2 separate regions of the Sus scrofa genome follow, and region 2 is linked to region 1. The links are chromatin contacts, called in public Hi-C maps. All regions are on one chromosome and are shown on one strand. Each heading gives the region's core, a stretch centred on a gene start, on an enhancer-like site or on the middle of the called end of the contact. The rest is flanking DNA. Distances are from core to core; before and after follow the strand shown.

What was found. A called contact is a pair of places that touch in the nucleus more often than the background predicts.
Region 2: a Hi-C map of skeletal muscle shows a contact between it and region 1, with 4 times the contacts expected there. The contact joins two enhancer-like sites. A contact is called at or near these places in 2 of 47 Hi-C or Micro-C datasets (heart right ventricle and skeletal muscle).

The regions. Positions count from the first base shown.
Region 1 is chr9:13,474,229-13,478,791 of Sscrofa11.1, forward strand. The region is part of intron 3 of TENM4 (teneurin-4); the gene reads right to left. Among named protein-coding and RNA genes, the nearest start is that of MIR708, 300 kb to the right of the region's middle. Within about 2 kb of position 1,668, at least 10 of the 83 cell types and tissues checked have an H3K27ac peak or open chromatin away from gene starts, as enhancers often do. A contact at or near this core is called in skeletal muscle, where this site is marked.
Region 2 is chr9:13,621,635-13,626,635 of Sscrofa11.1, forward strand. All of the region lies in intron 2 of TENM4 (teneurin-4), which reads right to left. Among named protein-coding and RNA genes, the nearest start is that of MIR708, 160 kb to the right of the region's middle. Within about 2 kb of position 2,572, at least 22 of the 83 cell types and tissues checked have an H3K27ac peak or open chromatin away from gene starts, as enhancers often do. A contact at or near this core is called in skeletal muscle, where this site is marked.

The sequences.
Region 1 (4,563 bases), core at 418-2,917:
CACACTGGCTAGGGGCCAGATCTCTTCCTGCTCTCCTGCAGGAGGGCTTGGGGTCAGCCACACCTGGCAGGTGATGTGTCCGTCTCCGGGATCTTGGATCTGCTGGGGCCTTTTCAGCCCCACCTTGTAGGGGAGGGGGAGGAGCAGAGGGTGAAGAGAGAGCACCAGGTCGCTCCTGGAAATGGGGTCCAGCTGCAGTCTGGAAGCTCTGCCCACAGCAGCAGCCCCGGAGCCAGCCTTCAGTCCTCACGGCAACCCTTCCAGGGAGCTAGAACTGTCCCCTCTTCATAGGAGGAAGTAGAAGCTCAGAGAGCTCAAGTGACATGCAGGAGGGAAGCAGCAGACCAGGATCAGAATCCGGGTCTGACAACAAACACCTGCTTGTCATACTCTGGGTCCTTGGGTAGAACCCTACACTCAGCAAGTCTGCCTTTTCTTTCTTTCTTTCTTTCTTTCTTTCTTTCTTTCTTTCTTTCTTTCTTTCTTTCTTTCTTTCTTTCTTTCTTTCCTTCTTTCTTTCTGGCTGCACCCACAGCATATGGAAGTTCCCAGGCCAAGGATGGAATCTGAGCCGCAGCTGCAACCTACATCACAGTGGCAGCAACACTGGATCCTTAACCCACTGTGCCGGGGTGGGGATTGAACCAGTGCTTTCAGCAGCGACCAGAACCGCTGCAGAGACAACACTGGATCCTTAACCCACTGTGCTGCAGCAGGGAGTCCAAGTCTTTCTTGACCAATAAAGATAAAAGTTAGCTTAATAGGAAAAACACATTCCTTCACTCTCTTCCAAACTCTTTCATATGCTCGAATGGGTGATGAGAAGCGGTTGTATTATCCAGCCCTGGGGAGTTTATATAATGAGATGAGCCCCCACCCCCGCCAGGGCTGATATCCAGGCTGCAAGCTGCCAGGAGAGCTGGGGACCTGGGGGCCTCTGGAGTTCTCTCCCCTCCTAAGACCCTTGGAATTACAAGCCTGGTCTTCCTGATGGGAGGGGCGGACTCCCCACCGCCCCCTGCAACTTGACCGTCCTAGGTATAGCAATCACAGTACTATTTGCCATTTAAGGACATTCACCTAGGAAGGAGCAAGACACCCAGTTATCACAATTGGTTTCAGGAATCTGGCAAAGTGAATATCTTTATCTGATTTGCAGGAGCTTAGAGGGTGTATTGCCCCACCACCAGTAGGTGGCAGAGCTGGGGCTCAACCTGGCTGTATTGTTTCTAACCCTGCTGTGTTCCCATGGCAGCATCTAGCCTCTAAGGATGGGCCAGCCCGGGTTAACCCAGAGAGGATGCACGCTGTGCCCTGTGACTACCATCTCTGCGTCTCCGCCAGATGGTAACTCACTTCAGGGCAACCAGTGCGGATTCTAGAGTCAGAGCTGGGCCTGGATCCCAGCACTGCTTTTTTACCAGCTGTGTGACTTTCCACATGTAACATGACCTCTCTGGGCTCCCGTTTCTACTCTGCCAAGGAGGGGATCCTGCCTGCCTATCTCAGGGACCCACTGTGATGAGGAGCACCCCCGGGAAGCCCCCAGCACCAGCCCAGCCGTGGGAAGAAGCCAAGAAATGTTCACTGTCACCACTGCCCTGCTTCGCCTGGCAGCCAGTGGGGGGTTGACGCCAAGTCCACGGCCAGTAAGGAAGGCCTGTGGGCTCAAGGAGGAGATGAATCGGGATCATGCGCTGCCAGAGCGTTGGGCTACACTGCTGGTGCTGCTGCTGGGGGGAGGTTTCCAGATGGAGCTCATCAACACGGCAGCCAGTGCAGCGGCTCAGGCCTGGGGGTCCCCTCCCCTCTCCGTGGGCCCCCCGGCCTACGAGGCCCACCCGAGCCAGGAGAGCGCCGAACCTCCCTTTCCCTGGCGTGCCTCAGACCTCCCCTGCGTCCTGATGTTCAGCAAAGCAGCTGCCTGGAAGGCACCCAGGGCTGTCATTCCTTGGGACGTGGGGGCCCCCTCCCCCAGGGCTGGGATGCCAGAAGGACAAACCCCGCCAAACATATGGATCCAGCCCCGGAAAGCCAGCAGCTGGGCCACTGGCTGACTCCTCCCCTGGTCCTTGGAATACTCTGGCAATGAGAAGACACAATCTCAGCAACTTATACAACATTTCCCAGGATATCCCAGTCTCTAAGGGGACCATGTGTTCCTTTCTCACACATTTAAATCACTTTTCTTGGAAGACCAGTTCTAAGACGCACACACATGCATACACTTTTAATCTGTTCCTTTACACATTTAAATACAATTTCAGTGGCAAGTCTAATCACGCCAATAATGAACGTTTGTTTAGTTCGTGCTAAGGACAAAGGAACTCGTTAGCTCATAGAGTTGCCATGACAACTCTGGGCATCCCCATTTTACAGATCTGGAAACTGAGGTGGGCTGCCTTGCAAAGTCAACGGCGTGGATCCAGAGAGCCTGGAGCCCAGGAGCCCCACCTCTTCTGCAGTCTGCCTTCTCCAAGCAGGCCGAAGGAGTTAAATGGCTGGTGAGATCTGCATTCCTCCTTGTGGGGGGATGTTTTCAATGTCATCTTTTCCTTGGGCATGTAAGGCTGACAATGAGAGGGCCTCTCACCTGGAGTCTATGACCCTGGAGGCTCAGGAAGAACCCCAGGCTGCACTTTCAACCACCAACCACAAGCTGACTTTCCCGAGCAGCTCGGCCCCTGCCAGGCACCCTCGCCTCTGCATCCAATGCCCAGGAACCAAGCCTCAAAGTTCAGCTGGCTTCCTCCAGAACAGACACTCGGAAACTGAAATTTCCCACATTTTCACCACAAAAAGCCAGGTGGTGTTTCTGTCCGCTTCAAAACATGCCAAAGGAATTTCTTCTTCCTCCTGAACTTTCTCCAAAAATAAATAGAGAAAGTGAACACCATTTTGCCCTGTAAGCTGAGAATAGAAAAATCAACACGCGGGTGGCATTTCCAAGACATTACACAATAGCGAGCGTGCGGATCTGTCTCAACAGCGTTTGGCAACTTCGGGGATATAGTGGGTGATATTTCTCACCCAAAAAAACTCCTCGTGGCGCTTCCACTCACAGGTTTCTTTTCCTTTAAAACAAGATCTAAAACAGGTAAGAGCCCCAAATGAATGAACACCGCCTGGATTGCAATTCTGAGTTAAAAGACCAACCATAAGCAAATCAAGCCTAAAATTATAATTAGAGACAATTTAGTAACGCCAAGAAGACGGTGGCCCAGGGTAAACTAAAGTGGAAGCAAAAAGGCTGCGTCCAGAGAGAAGAGAGATGTCTATCCCGTAACTGGTGGAGGCTGCAAAGAACCAAGCATAATTGTCAAGGGGCAGGGATTGTTCTCAACTCACAGAATCAGCTGTCCTCAGGATCGCCTGCTGTCCTGATCCGAGCTGCCCAGTCCCCTGCATCCGCATCTTCAAAAGCATCCACGTGGGCTCCTGGGTCTCCCCTGCTCCAGCTCCTAGCCCCTCGAGAATTCTCTTTTACAAACACTGCTGGATCATATCACTCTCTGCACTGCTTATCTCTCTGGACTTCCCTTCTCCTCAAAGCCAAACCGCTGGTGCTGCCCCCAGGACCCTTCTCCCCGCCCCTTGCTCCAGGCAGCCTCTGCTCATCACTTGAATATGCTTCAAGTGAGGCACCTGGTCCTGTGTGTCCTCCCCTCAGCACAGCCAGGGAGCCTCCAGGTAGGAAGCGGGGGGTGGGGGGGGGCCCTTGGCGACTCCCAGCTGCTCTCTTGGGAGCTCTCGCCCTAGAGGTGAGCTGGCGGAAAGGCATCTCAAACTTGTCCCTTCCCCTCCAGGAATGAGGGGCTCGCTCACTCCCACAAGAAAGAGGAGCAGAAAGAGGGGGAGGCTTGCAAACTGAAGCCTGCATTCATACCCCACTTCTCTGAGTTCCAGCTGTGCCACGCTGGGCAGGTGACAGGTCTCCCCTGGGGCTCAGATCCTCCATCTGAAAAAGCAGCTCACAAATAACAAATGCTGGAGGGGTTGTGGAGGAAAGGGAACCCTCCGGCACTGTTGGTGGGAATGTGAGCTGGTACAACCACTGTGGAGAACAGTATGGAGGTATCTTAGAAAACTATACATAGAACTCCCATGAACCAAGCAGTCCCACTCTTGGGCATATATCTGGACAAAGCTTTCCTTTAAAAAGACACATGCACCTGCATGTTCATTGCAGCATTATTCACAATAGCCAAGACATGGAAACAGCCCAGATGTCCATCGACAGATGATTGGATTAGGAAGATGTGGTATATATACACAATGAAATACTATTCAGCCATCAAAAAGAACAAAATAATGCCATTTGCAGCAACATGGATGGAACTAGAAACTCATACTGAGTGAAGTAAGTCAGAAAGAGAAAGACAAATACCACATGATATCACTCATATCTGATATCTAAGATACAGCACAAATGAAACTTTCCACAGAAAAGAAAATCATGGATTTGGAGAATAGACTTGTGGTTGCCTAGAGGGAGGGGTACGGAGTGGGAGGGATTGGGAGTGTGGGGTTAACAGAGGCAAACTATTGCTCTTTGAGTGGATT
Region 2 (5,001 bases), core at 1,322-3,821, 150 kb after region 1:
CGCAGCAAGGGTCACAGGTCTTGGAGCTCCAGGCCACCCATAGCCCCCGGGGGAGCCAGCAGGATTGTACGCGTCCCTCTGGGCCAGGCCTAGGCTGGGGTTCAGACCCAGAGGTGACTCACACCATTCTCTTTTGCATCTGGCTGGCTTTGTACCCTCTAGACCAGCACTGTCCAATAGAACCTTCTGCAGTGACAGCACGTTATACCCACCTGGGCGGGCCCATACAGTACTAGGCACATGCAGATTTAAGCATTCGAAATGTGGCTAATGCAATCCAGGCACTGAATTTCATTTTCGCTTTGTTTCATTTCATTTCATTTCGTGCCGTGCCATGCCATGCCATGCATGCCATGCCCATAGCATGCAGAAGTTCCTCGGCCAGGGATTGAACCCATGGCACTGCAGTGCCAAATCTTTAACTGCTAGGTCACCAGGAGACTCTATTTTATTTTATTTTAACCAAATTAAAATAGCCCATAAGCCAAGCATGCTGGGCAGCACAGGTCTGGATCTTTAACCCAGAACGGCATGTCTGAATGGATTCATACTTAAATTCATGATCACATAGCTGTGTCCCCACACTGTATAGCAGGCTGGGCACACAAGGACTGCTTGCTGCCATGTTAGCAAGCCTGGCACCTTTCTGATCCTGTCTCCAGCTCTGGCTTCAGAAACTTGGGCTCTGGTGTCATTTCTGCTTCTGTAAAACTATGGACATGTTGTTGGGACTCTGAGCCTCAACTTCTTCATCTTGAAACTTCCTGGGGTGGTTGGGGAAAAGGAGGAGAATGTGTGTGGCGACAACCTGGCACCGAAGGGCCCTCAGCAAGCATCAGTGCCCCTCTCCGCCCCGCTCCTCGCCCCTGCTATTCACTCTGATGGGTCCCCTTCTCTGTTGGATTCAAGTGCTCTCGACGCTCTGATGGTTCCTCCAGAGTCCAAGCTGCCTTCTCCCTCTTGGTATGGCTTGGGTCTGAGCCCTCGGCCCACCCTCAGCTCTATCTGAGCCGCACCGGGGACTCCTGAGAACAGCTCTTCCCACCTGCCATTGGGTCTGGGGGCTGCTGCTGCTGCTGGATGGAAATACACACAGAGAGAGGGAGCTTACACTTTCTTTGGGGGGGAGGGATTTTTCTTCTTTTTTAGGAGGAGGGATGTTATGAATTTGGGGATGAAACTGTTTCAAAAGCACAGATCTTTACAAAACAAAGCCAGAGCCTTCTTCCCCCACAGCCTCTCAAATTTCTTCCCCGACCCCCCCAAAGACAAATCCTGGGGCAGACCTCAGAGTTCCTCTAAAGAAAGATGTGATGCCGCCAACATTCAGTTTCTTATAACCTCAGCATGGAGGACAGCAAGTCCTGTGCGCGGTCCACGGAGACCCCAGCAGGGCCTGTGAGGAACATGAGGTCACAGCCCAGCAAGGGTTTCCTTATTGTTTGAGAAAAATAGCCTTGGGGATGGATTACTTTTTCTGGAGAGAAAAAGCCTCAGAGCTAGGAATCTCAAGTTCCAAAGGCTATGTGTGCCCAGATGTGCCGGGCACCAGGCCTGCATCTTCCTGCACTCGATGGGCCCCAGCGCTGCCCTTGATGAGCAAATGTCTTGGGGACTCAGTTTTCTCACCCATAAAATGGGGTCAGCAATGAGCCTGCCTCACAGGGCAGCTGTGAGAGAGCCCGGGCAGCTGAGGAGCTTGTAAAGCGCCATGTGGCACACTGTGCACGGGGGGTCCCCGGGGGGTTCCATGAACTCTGTTCATCGAGAACAGCCTGGATCTTTCTCTGAAAATGACCAGATTCAACAAAGACCATCTGGCTCAGGGCTGGGAGCCCGCCAGGAAGTGGACGCTAGCCCTGACGAATAAATTTCCACTACCCCCGGCTAGAACCGAAAAACAAATTTTCCAAGTGTTAACCTGCTCCTTCCATCCCTTCTCCCAGCGCTGCTTTGAAGACCAGTCTCCTTCCCACCCCCATTTCCTCACTACAGCAAGAAGAGATGCGTCGGAAATGGGACCTCAAGATGCAAGCCTGAAAACAATTTTAGGAGGAATGCGTGACGCAGTGAGTGGTGGAACTGCTTGGAGAAGCAGCGTGGTGTATTAGGTTTAGGCAGAGGGGGAGAGTCCCCTCAGATCCCAGATGAGTCCCAGGCTGGCTGTGTGATCTCGGCTCAGTTACTTAACATCTCTGAGTCTTTTCAGCAGCTTAGCTATAACATAGGCATAATGACAACTACATGGAAGGGTGTTTTGGAGGACCTCATGGGGGTGGGGGTGATGCAGGAAGCTCTTAATCCATATTCTTGGAATTGAGATGAACTGGATCAGGGCCCCCTATTCTCACCCCACCCCACCGCCCTCCCCCGCAACACCTCTGGGGAAAGCTCGGCTTTTCCAGCTCTCCCTGCCCCGCCTGCCCAGCACAACATTCTTTTCCAAGGGACTCAGTGGTGAGAGGAAGACGGAAAGCATTTGGCCAGAACGCCGACCTCATTAACTCCCTCGTCTCTCCATCTGTTATCTATCAGGAGCCCCTTGCAAGGAGGCAGGTGACCAATAAAAGCCTTCCCATTTCCCTTTGTCTCTGGGCCAGTGCGTGACAGTGCAAAGCCGTCTACAGCTGCGGGCCCCCCATCAGGGCTGGGCTCCGGTCTGCGAGTTGTAGCTAGAGCAGGGGCTTTTCTGGGCTCAGGAAAAGAAAGCCGACGTTCACAGCCAACTCGGAGGCAGCAGCCGGGCCCAGCTGGCCTCCTCTGTAGGTCAGCAAATGACACTGAAAACCAGCAAATGACACTGCAAACACGGTGGGGTAAGGAGGTCATTATTCACAGCACCGAGATCTCCGATTTAAATGAGTTCTTTACTCCTCTAGGGCATTGAAAACATTACTTGATTTATAAAAAGGAGGGCTGCACTCTAGTTTTTCAGGAACTTGCAGTTTGCAGAAAGTCAGTTACAGGGAGTCCATGTAGACGGTCAATGCTCAACCAACGTGAGCTCTTATTACAGGGAATGTGTTAAGCTTACTGCTGATAGGACACAGGCTTGGCTCTGAGCTTCCTAGCAGGCAATGGGAAACAACAAACAGGATCAATTTCATGATTCCCAGCGCCTACAAGTGTGAGAATAACACTAACCAGGCCAAATGCAACCAGGATTCCCAGCATCTACAAGTGTGAGAACAATACTAAGCAGGTCAATTGCAGTCAGAACTATATCCTACAGGTTCTCAAAGGACAGATACTGCATAGCGTGCAGACCAGGGTGTTCAGAACTAACCCTGCAGGGAAATGCAGGGGCCAGCATCCTCAAGATGCCTGTGGTCCTTACTTATTAGCATCTGACTGCAGAGAAGCCATTGCTACCCCTCTCTCTGAGATACCCTAGCAGAAGCTAAAAAAATGCCTGGAATGGCTGCTTTGCACCCCAAGCTACTAGCACCCAGCATCCCTCTCTTGGCCTTCGTGTTTTGTCAGTAAAGAAATTAGAGTATTATTAATCAACCAATCAGTCAAATAAGCCTCATTACCATTAAAGAAGAGAAAGTAAGCTTTATTTATGCAATTAGAAGGCATTTAAAAAACAAAGAGATTATTATTAATACTTGAGCCTGGCAATCTTCCCAGAGTGGTAAACCGGCAAGGGCTTTGTTCCTGAAGAGGCAACACAGCAGTTACAGATTCCTGCCTCCCCTGCTCCAAGCTCCTGATGCAGGACGCCTCCTGAATATTCAGGAAGGTTCCCAGGGCCCCTCCGCCTTCAGGGCTGTTTGGGGAAAACAGCAGTGGGTTGGACGTTTAGGAGACTGGTGTATTTTGTGACTCCGGCCAAAACAAACAGACTCTCTGGGCTGTGGTTTTCCAGCAGTAGCATGTTAGAAACTCAACTAAAATCACCAGTAGAGCTTTTAAGAAATGCTTGATCTCTATCCTCAAGGCAGAGGATGGGACCCTGAGGTTGGGACCCTGAGGGTCACTGCTCCAGGTGACTCGAGAATACATGCAAAGATGGTCAAACGCAACCAGATGGCTCTCTAGGTCCATCCCACCTTCGGTCTTAACAAAGCTTGGGATTTCTTAGAGATTTCTCATCCAGGCTTCGCGGACACAAGAGTCTGCAGTGAGCCCCACAGGTAACCTCACGGATGAAGTGGGCCAGGTATAGGAGAAGGATGCTAATCTGTCTTGAGACGAAGCACAACACCTGCTGGGTTATATTGTTTCTAAGACACAGCACGGGGAAATTCCAATGGCCAGACCCAAAGTGTGTGCCAGCCATAGACAGTCCATGGACAGACCCTGGTCCCCTGTAGGTGGCCAACTCACTGGCCTGTGAGACACGGAACTGGATGCTTGCTGGTGACACGTGGCATCCCTCGTTTAACTTCTTACCAGAAGCCCGAGAGGAAGAGTGGACATTAAATAAACACTGTGCATGAATGAACAGGTGAATGGAGGCGTGCCAATGGGAACGGGTGGGTCCTGGATATTCCTTAATTCTTCAGTCTCACACTGTATATGCACTAAAATAAAAAGTTTAGGCGACTAGGACTTCCCATTGTGGCTCTGTGGGTTAAGGACCCGCCATTTTCTCTCTGAGGTTGCAGGTTCGATCCCTGGCCTTGCTTGGTGGGTTAAGGATCCAGCGTGGCCATGAGCTGTGGTGTAGGTCACAGACGTGGCTCAGATCCCACGCTGCTGTGGCTGTGGTGTAGGCTGGCAGCTGAGGCTCCGATTCGACCCCTAGCCTGGAAACTTCCATGTGCCACAGATGCAGCCCTAAAAAAAAACAGATTTAGGAGTCTAGGCCTGCATTGTCTAATACAGTAGCCACTGGCCATGTGTGGCTATTAAGCCCTTGAAATATGGCTACTTCGAATTGATATGTGCTATAATACATACATTTCAAAATATAAGAATGAAAACGAAGAATTTAAATTTTTCATTGATAAATTTTGTATTCATTATGGTTGAAATGATAATCGTTTGAATACT